Regions from separate parts of the Mus musculus genome. Here region 2 is linked to region 1. Evidence: chromatin contacts called from public HiChIP or PLAC-seq data. All regions are on one chromosome and are shown on one strand. Each heading gives the region's core, a stretch centred on a gene start, on an enhancer-like site or on the middle of the called end of the contact. The rest is flanking DNA. Distances are from core to core; before and after follow the strand shown.

Region 1 (3,281 bases), core at 378-2,877:
TCTGTTCGTTGTCTTATGTATTTTAGTGTATGTGTGTGTGTGTCTGTGTCTGTGTGTCTGTGCATTTTTGTGCTCCATGGTGCAAGTATGGAGGCCAGAGTAGACCCTCACCTCCCTTTTCCCCATGCATGTCCTAGGGATTGAAGTCAGGTCATTAGGCTATGCAGCAAGCACCTTTACCCTCTGAGCCATATAGCCAACATACAGTCACTTTAGTTTCTGAGACAGCATCTCTCACTGAACCTGAAGTTTGTGATTTGGCTAGACTGGCTGGCCAGCAAGCCCTAGGGAGCCTCCATACTGCTTCTCCATTGCTAGATGATAGGCATGCACGACCACCTCTGACTCCCCCATCCCCCCATCCCCGGCCCCTGATTGAACTCAAGTCATAGACACACTTACCAAATGAGCCGTCTCCCTCTTTTCCTCCTCCTCTTCTCACCTCTTCCTCTTGTATAGCATTTTATGTAGCCCACGCTAGCTTTGAATTCAGTGTGTAGCCACGAATGACTTTGAACTCCCGGTCTCTGCCTTCTAAGGGCTGGGATTATACATGTGAGCCACACACCCGGTTGTTTTAGTTCTTCGGAGCTGAAGCTCATGTTAATGATGCTCTGACCTGTAAGGAACCATTTTAGCATTGACAAGGAACACCGGTGGCATCTGACCAGCAGCAAGGGGCTAGCTTGGCTACTCAGGACCTGAGGCTAGGCACTGGGTGGGGAGTCAGAATCCCTGCCTTCTTGGCTCTCCAAGACAGACTTGGCGCCATGTCTCACCATAAGACAGACTTTCCTCTCTTTCGGCTTCATTTTTCCTTGATGTTTAGGAGGGGGCTTTGGGTCAGCTGATACCTGAGGGGTCTGCTATCCATAGACAGCGTCTATCATGGAGCCTGGCTGACCTCCTGAGTGCTATGCAGAAGGAAACCAAAACAAGGGGTTCTCTCATTTGCGTACATGGAAGTCCTCACCTGACTCATGCTCTCACACCAAATTCACTTGGCTTCTACCCCAGCTGCCCACACCTCTTCACCCTCTCTTCCTACCGGGAACTCACTTGCAGCTGAACTCTAGCTCAAGGGCTTGAGAAATTTCCTCCTTCCTCCAGCCCTGTGGTTCTGGGCTCCCAGGGGTTTCTTGGGCCCAGTTCTTCTTGCTCACCAGGGATTCCCTGCCCAGTCTTAATGACCAAAGCTATGCTTCCAGCTCCCTCTCCTCATCTAGTGGCTTCTCCCTCCCCCACCTCTCTCTCCCCTACAGAGGTATATGCGCTGGTGTGTTCATTCACACAAGCTCTTGGGCAGTCTCCGGTGCAGACTGCTCTCTGTCTGTCATCCATCCTTTCCCTTGTCCCTCCCTGAATCTCCTCTCTGTATTCTCTCATTCCTCCCATGCGCTCCTGTTTACATCAGCCGTTCTCCCTCCCTCTACCCCTCTCGCCTTCTCCCCTCCTTTCTGACTCTCTTTCCCTCTCCTCGTGCCAACTGTTTGTTGCTTCTTTTGGTTCTCTCTGTGTGTCTCTCTGTGTCTCTGTGTGTCTCCCTCTCCTCCCCCACCCCGCCCCTTTCCACACCCCCTGTCTGACACCCTCTCTGTCCTTTGCTTGCTCTGCAGGAAACCTCTGCAGTACTGAGTCTGGCTGGCTCAGTCCGTGTGGAGGTTCCTGTGGCATCTGGTGGAGGGGCCCTGGGTCACTGTGTTTCCTCCCAGGGGTGACTTGGCAGTGCTTTGCTCTGTTTCCTCACTTCTGCAATTGCCAGGCCACAACACAGAGGCTCGAGCTGAGGCTTGGACCAGGAGGGAGCAGAGCCTACGGCTGAGCTCCTCCTACAGGTAAGGAGGGTCCCAGCCCTGGCTGGGCAAAGGAGAACCCTACACAGGTCTCCTCAGGAGGCCAGAGTCATGCCTCCAGGTCATACTAAGGTAGATGGGTGGCTGGATTTTAAAAGAACCATCTGGCATCTTTCTCAGGCCAGGCTTAATATTCAAGAAGAGCTTTATGGCTGTGCGACAGGCCAAAGCCAGGGCTACACACATGCTTGGCCACTAGCCCTTGTTTTACGTTTTATTTGCTTATTGTGTGTATATGTATGTGTCACGGTGCACATGTGTGGGTCAAAGGGCAGCTTGTGACGGTCTGTTCTCTCCTTCTTCCATGTGGGGCCTGGGGATTGGCTTCACTTCTCGGGCTTAGCAGCAGATGCCTCTACCTACTGAGCTATCTCACCATCCCTGACTTTTATTTTACATCGAGGTCTTACACACTGCCGAGGTTGGCTTTGAACTCACTGTGTAGCACAGGCAACCTTGGATTATTGTATGTGTATACAAGTACGAATGCTCACTGTGTGCATGCCTGGCGCCTTGGGGTTCAGAAGAGGGGGTCAGATCTCTGGAACTGGAGTTCGGAGATGATTGTGAGCCACTGTGTGGATGCTGGGAACAAAACCTGGGTCCTTTCCAAGAGTGTCCAGGGCGCTTAATCCCTGTGCCATCTCTCCATCCTCTAGTCTTAGTCCTTAACCCTCTCTCAGCCTTCTGAGTGGTAGGTATTTCTGGCCTGTGATCAGGTGCTGGGACACTCCAAGGGAACCCCTCTTTTCTGAGAGTGAGATGGAGCCATCTTAGCCTTAACTTCTGGGAGGCGATGGTGAGGACGGGAGGCAAGGGCTTAGAGGTCTGTGAGCAGACCTCCATTTGCTTTATTAGCTGTGTGACTTTGGAGAAGTTATACACCTTCTCTGTGTATAATCAATGTCATCTCCCCAGCAGACTTTCCTGGGAGGCTGAGCTAAAGTGTCTGGGATGGAGCTAGGTCCCCGGGACCACACCCACTGCAGAGGATGTTGATAACTGGGTGGCTGGTACAAAGGTCCACAAAAGGTTGCCACGTTAAATCTCAGGTGTTGGGGACAAAGGCCAGTGTGGTACTGGCTATCTCTCCCTTGCAGGAAGTCTTGGGGTGATGCCGACAAACCAGAGCTGCTGGCCGAAGACTTGGGGGATACTGAGGGATAAAGGACTCATAGCTCTCTCATTTGCGGCTTGACAGAGCACTAGAATGCGCTCCAGATGGTCAGTGAGCTGGGGTGGGGGATGGTGACTGCCAGAGAAGAGGGAATCCTTTCCTCTGCACACCCAGCCAGAGAGAAAAGGAGATGACTGGCCGTCTGTGTCTGCCATTTTGCTTATAATCTGCGGCGACCTTGGGCCATTGAGTAGTCTCGATTTTCTTCTTTGTGGTTTAAAATTCTGACCTTGTAGGTTTGTGGAAGGATG
Region 2 (3,281 bases), core at 217-2,716, 89 kb after region 1:
AACTCTGTTTTTCCTCTCAAAGTTTTGAAAGCTTGGTTCTTCATGTATTTGTAATTAATGATAGCACGTGAGGTGAATGTTCTCTACGCACTGATAATCAGCTCTTCTCACTGTTTCACACACTAGTTTGTCTCTGTAGCTCTGACTGGTGTGGAACTCACTATATAGACCAGGCTAGCCTCATAGCTAGCTGCATCCCCATTGCTGGGATTAAAGCTGTGTTTCACAGCACCCAGCTGTTTATTTCATATTGTAAATACTTTTTAGGTTTGATCATAAGTTTGTCTTTCTAGTCTGCTCTGTGTGTGTGTGTGTGTGTGTGTGTGTGTGTGTGTGTGTATGTGTGTGTGTGTGTGTGTGAGAGAGAGAGAGAGAGAGAGAGAGAGAGAGAGAGAGAGAGAGAGAATGGACATACCAAGTATTTTAATCATGTGCAGCCATTATCACTATCCTCTTGGTCTTTATAGCGGATTTCTACTTTAACCTACAGTAACATCATTCAGTTGGTCTTTGGCAGGTTGTTTAAATCTGGTGACTCCAAGATGCTGCCTGTGTCTTAGGATAGAGCGAGAGCTGAGTGAGGCGGTGAAAGGAATGCACTCGCTCTCTCACCCTGCCCTTGTCCTCTCTATCTCTAGCTGGTGCTGAGATGTTCAGTTTTTACAGCCTCCATTCTTCCTCACAATCGTTATTATTGCCATTTTTTTGTCTAATTTTCAGGAAGAAATATATAAGTATTGGAACAAGCCTTTATTTACTTATTTGAAAGCTAATGTATAAAATCCAGATTCCTCCTTTGCATCACCCACTGTTAGTCACTGGTAAGAGCACGTTAGGATGGCCAGATATTCACAGAGAAACCTGTCCTGGAAAAAAAAGGAACTGTGTTAATCTTTGAATACTTCTGTGCCCACCTAACTGCCTGTAAATTCCTTTGCTGTATATAATATACTCAGGTATCTTGCATTATTTATACACGTCTCTTGAAGTTGTAATCAAGAGTGATGCATACATACTTTTACATAGGCACAGTATATATAAATATATACTTAATTCCCCTTTCTGCAGTAGCATAGCACATTGAAATAGACTAAGTTCTTAGGACCATAGGGATCACAAGATAAATAATGCTTTGATTCAGCTACAAAAGAAAGATTATGAAGTAGGAATCTAGAAATTTGAAGTATAAAGTATTTATTACTAATTATCTACTTTCTAACTTCTTAGCCATGAAAATAAAAGTAGTTGTGCTATTATACAAAGATTTGGCTTTGTTTATGACCATATGAAACTACAATAGTATTCTAAAGTTGGGTGTTCCAGGACTCATGGCTCAGCTGGTAACAGCACTGTTGCCAAGCCTGGTGGCCTGAATGGAATCCCCAGAACCCACATGGTGGAAGGAGAGGGCTGACTGCTGCGGCTGTCCTCTGAGCTCCACATGTGCACCGCACAAACCCAGTGTCCCTGCAGAATAAACAGAGGAAATGATGTTGGCACGGGAGAGGTGACTCAGCAGAGAGCTGTCACTTGAGAGCAGGATTTCTTGGCAAGCCTGGGCAACATTGTGAGGGCTCTCCGCCCCCCCCCCCCAACCTCCTGAAAAAGTTGACAAAAGAACAGAACTGTCAGAAGAACAGAACTGTCAGCTTCTTTGAATCAAACCAGTTTTTAGCTTTTTCATTGACAGTGTAGAGAAATGTGAACTCTTAGGAAATACTATTTTTCTTCTTGATATATTTTTTTGAGATTGCAGTTTAATTTCACATTTCTCCCAAACCTTCCTGTATTTCCCTCTCTCCTCTTCTTCAAAGTTATAGCTTCTTTTTTCATTAATTGCTATTACATGCATGTATATTTGTATGTACATATATATCCTAAATATAACCCATTAAACCCATATGTTACTTATGTTCATATTTCCATGAAGGCATATGAATACTAACGAGTTCTCATCTTCAGACAAGATGATAAAGCAAGTGTATTTAGAAACTAGGAGTGAGAACGGAAACTTGGAAGTTATTGAGACTTTATTGCTCAAGTGCTTGAAAGGTATTTAAACTAAAAGACTAACCCAGCATGTTTGTAACTTCATCAGCTAGTAACTGCATTCTTACTATGCTCATTTTCATAGCACTGAAATCTTTTCACTTCTGTATCATAGCTGTTATTATTTGGTGTTTTTAAATCTGCATCTTACCACAGAATATTGTCAGGTTTCACTAATGGTAAAAATATGTACAAACTACAACTAATCCATGGGAATAAGAATTCTAAGATGTTTGCAACAATTCTGTACTCTCGTTACTCAGAGTGGAAACAAGAATTGTGTTTATGTTATACAGCTTCCTCGGTTGCTAGTGAGTGTGACTTTCTATTATGTAGCCTGTGTCAATTAAAAAAAAAGTTGGGGTGACGTAATGTTAGAAGCTTTATGGCTGAGCTGTTATATGCTCAGTGGTAGACTGTAGAGTACTTAGTCTGTGTGAGGCCCTTGCTTTGCTCTCTAGAATCACAAGAAAGAAAAGGAAAAAAAGAAAAGAATACAAGTTGTAGCACATTAAAAAAAATGCTGAAAATGTAAAAAATACTTGAATCTTTCTATTAGCAGACTTATATTTCAACTTAAAAATTATTAGAAGGAAGAATTCTCTATTGATAGCAATAGTACTTAGGTATAATATAATTGATGGCTATTCACATATCTATTCACAGATGTGTTAGAGTATGAATTGGCAAGTGTCCCCAATACACTCGCCAGGATTGAGGAGGTTCTGAAATGAACAGCGTTGTTTCTTTGTAAGCTACTCTGATTTGATTTGGTTTTGGTGGTATTGTTTTTGTTTCCTTTGATTTTTGTTTGAGACAGTATTTCCCTGTATAGCTGAGGCTGTCCTCAGAGTTGCTGTAATTCCCCTGCCTCAGCCTCTTGAATGCTGGAATTACAGATGTGTGCCACCACACCCAGCTTTTGTTTTAAAATGATGGAAATTACTAATGATAATTGACCAGTTACTTAAAAATATTAAACCTGAGTTTTCAAAGTTCTTTTCTCTGAAATATGGAAACTGTCCTTTTATCCCTTCAGTTGAAAAGCTGAGAGGAAGGAGATTGGGAGTTTTTGAGATGTTAACAAGAATGTTTATTTTCAAAGAAGAAACAGAAGTAGAGGAAATTATTTTCTAATGTTTCCATAATGAAGTCACCTTATAACTTACCTTACCTTAAATTATTTCTGTTTTAGTTTGAATAGTTTGAACATTTGATTATGTATATTTAAG

Evidence for each region. HiChIP or PLAC-seq counts read pairs in DNA pulled down with a chosen protein or histone mark.
Region 2: an H3K27ac HiChIP or PLAC-seq map of the HPC-7 cell line shows a contact between it and region 1, with 7 times the contacts expected there. The contact joins the enhancer-like site here to the promoter of Ptafr in region 1. A contact is called at or near these places in 13 of 39 promoter capture datasets (HPC-7-derived erythroid cells, the SN4741 cell line, embryonic stem cells and 8 more), 1 of 15 datasets of contacts at CTCF or cohesin (CD8 T cells), 6 of 484 Hi-C or Micro-C datasets (the HPC-5 cell line, bone marrow-derived macrophages, embryonic fibroblasts and 2 more), 8 of 115 datasets of contacts at active chromatin or transcription factors (the HPC-7 cell line, bone marrow-derived macrophages, embryonic stem cells and 2 more) and 4 of 9 other capture datasets (adipose tissue, embryonic stem cells, liver and 1 more).

The regions. Positions count from the first base shown.
Region 1 is chr4:132,562,440-132,565,720 of GRCm38.p6, forward strand. It overlaps Ptafr (platelet-activating factor receptor), which reads left to right and starts at 1,628. Exons shown (of 2, transcript NM_001081211.2): 1 at 1,628-1,835.
Region 2 is chr4:132,651,580-132,654,860 of GRCm38.p6, forward strand. All of the region lies in intron 1 of Eya3 (EYA transcriptional coactivator and phosphatase 3), which reads left to right. Among named protein-coding and RNA genes, the nearest start is that of Eya3, 14 kb to the left of the region's middle. Within about 2 kb of position 1,467, at least 99 of the 459 cell types and tissues checked have an H3K27ac peak or open chromatin away from gene starts, as enhancers often do. A contact at or near this core is called in the HPC-7 cell line, the SN4741 cell line, adipose tissue and 4 more, where this site is marked.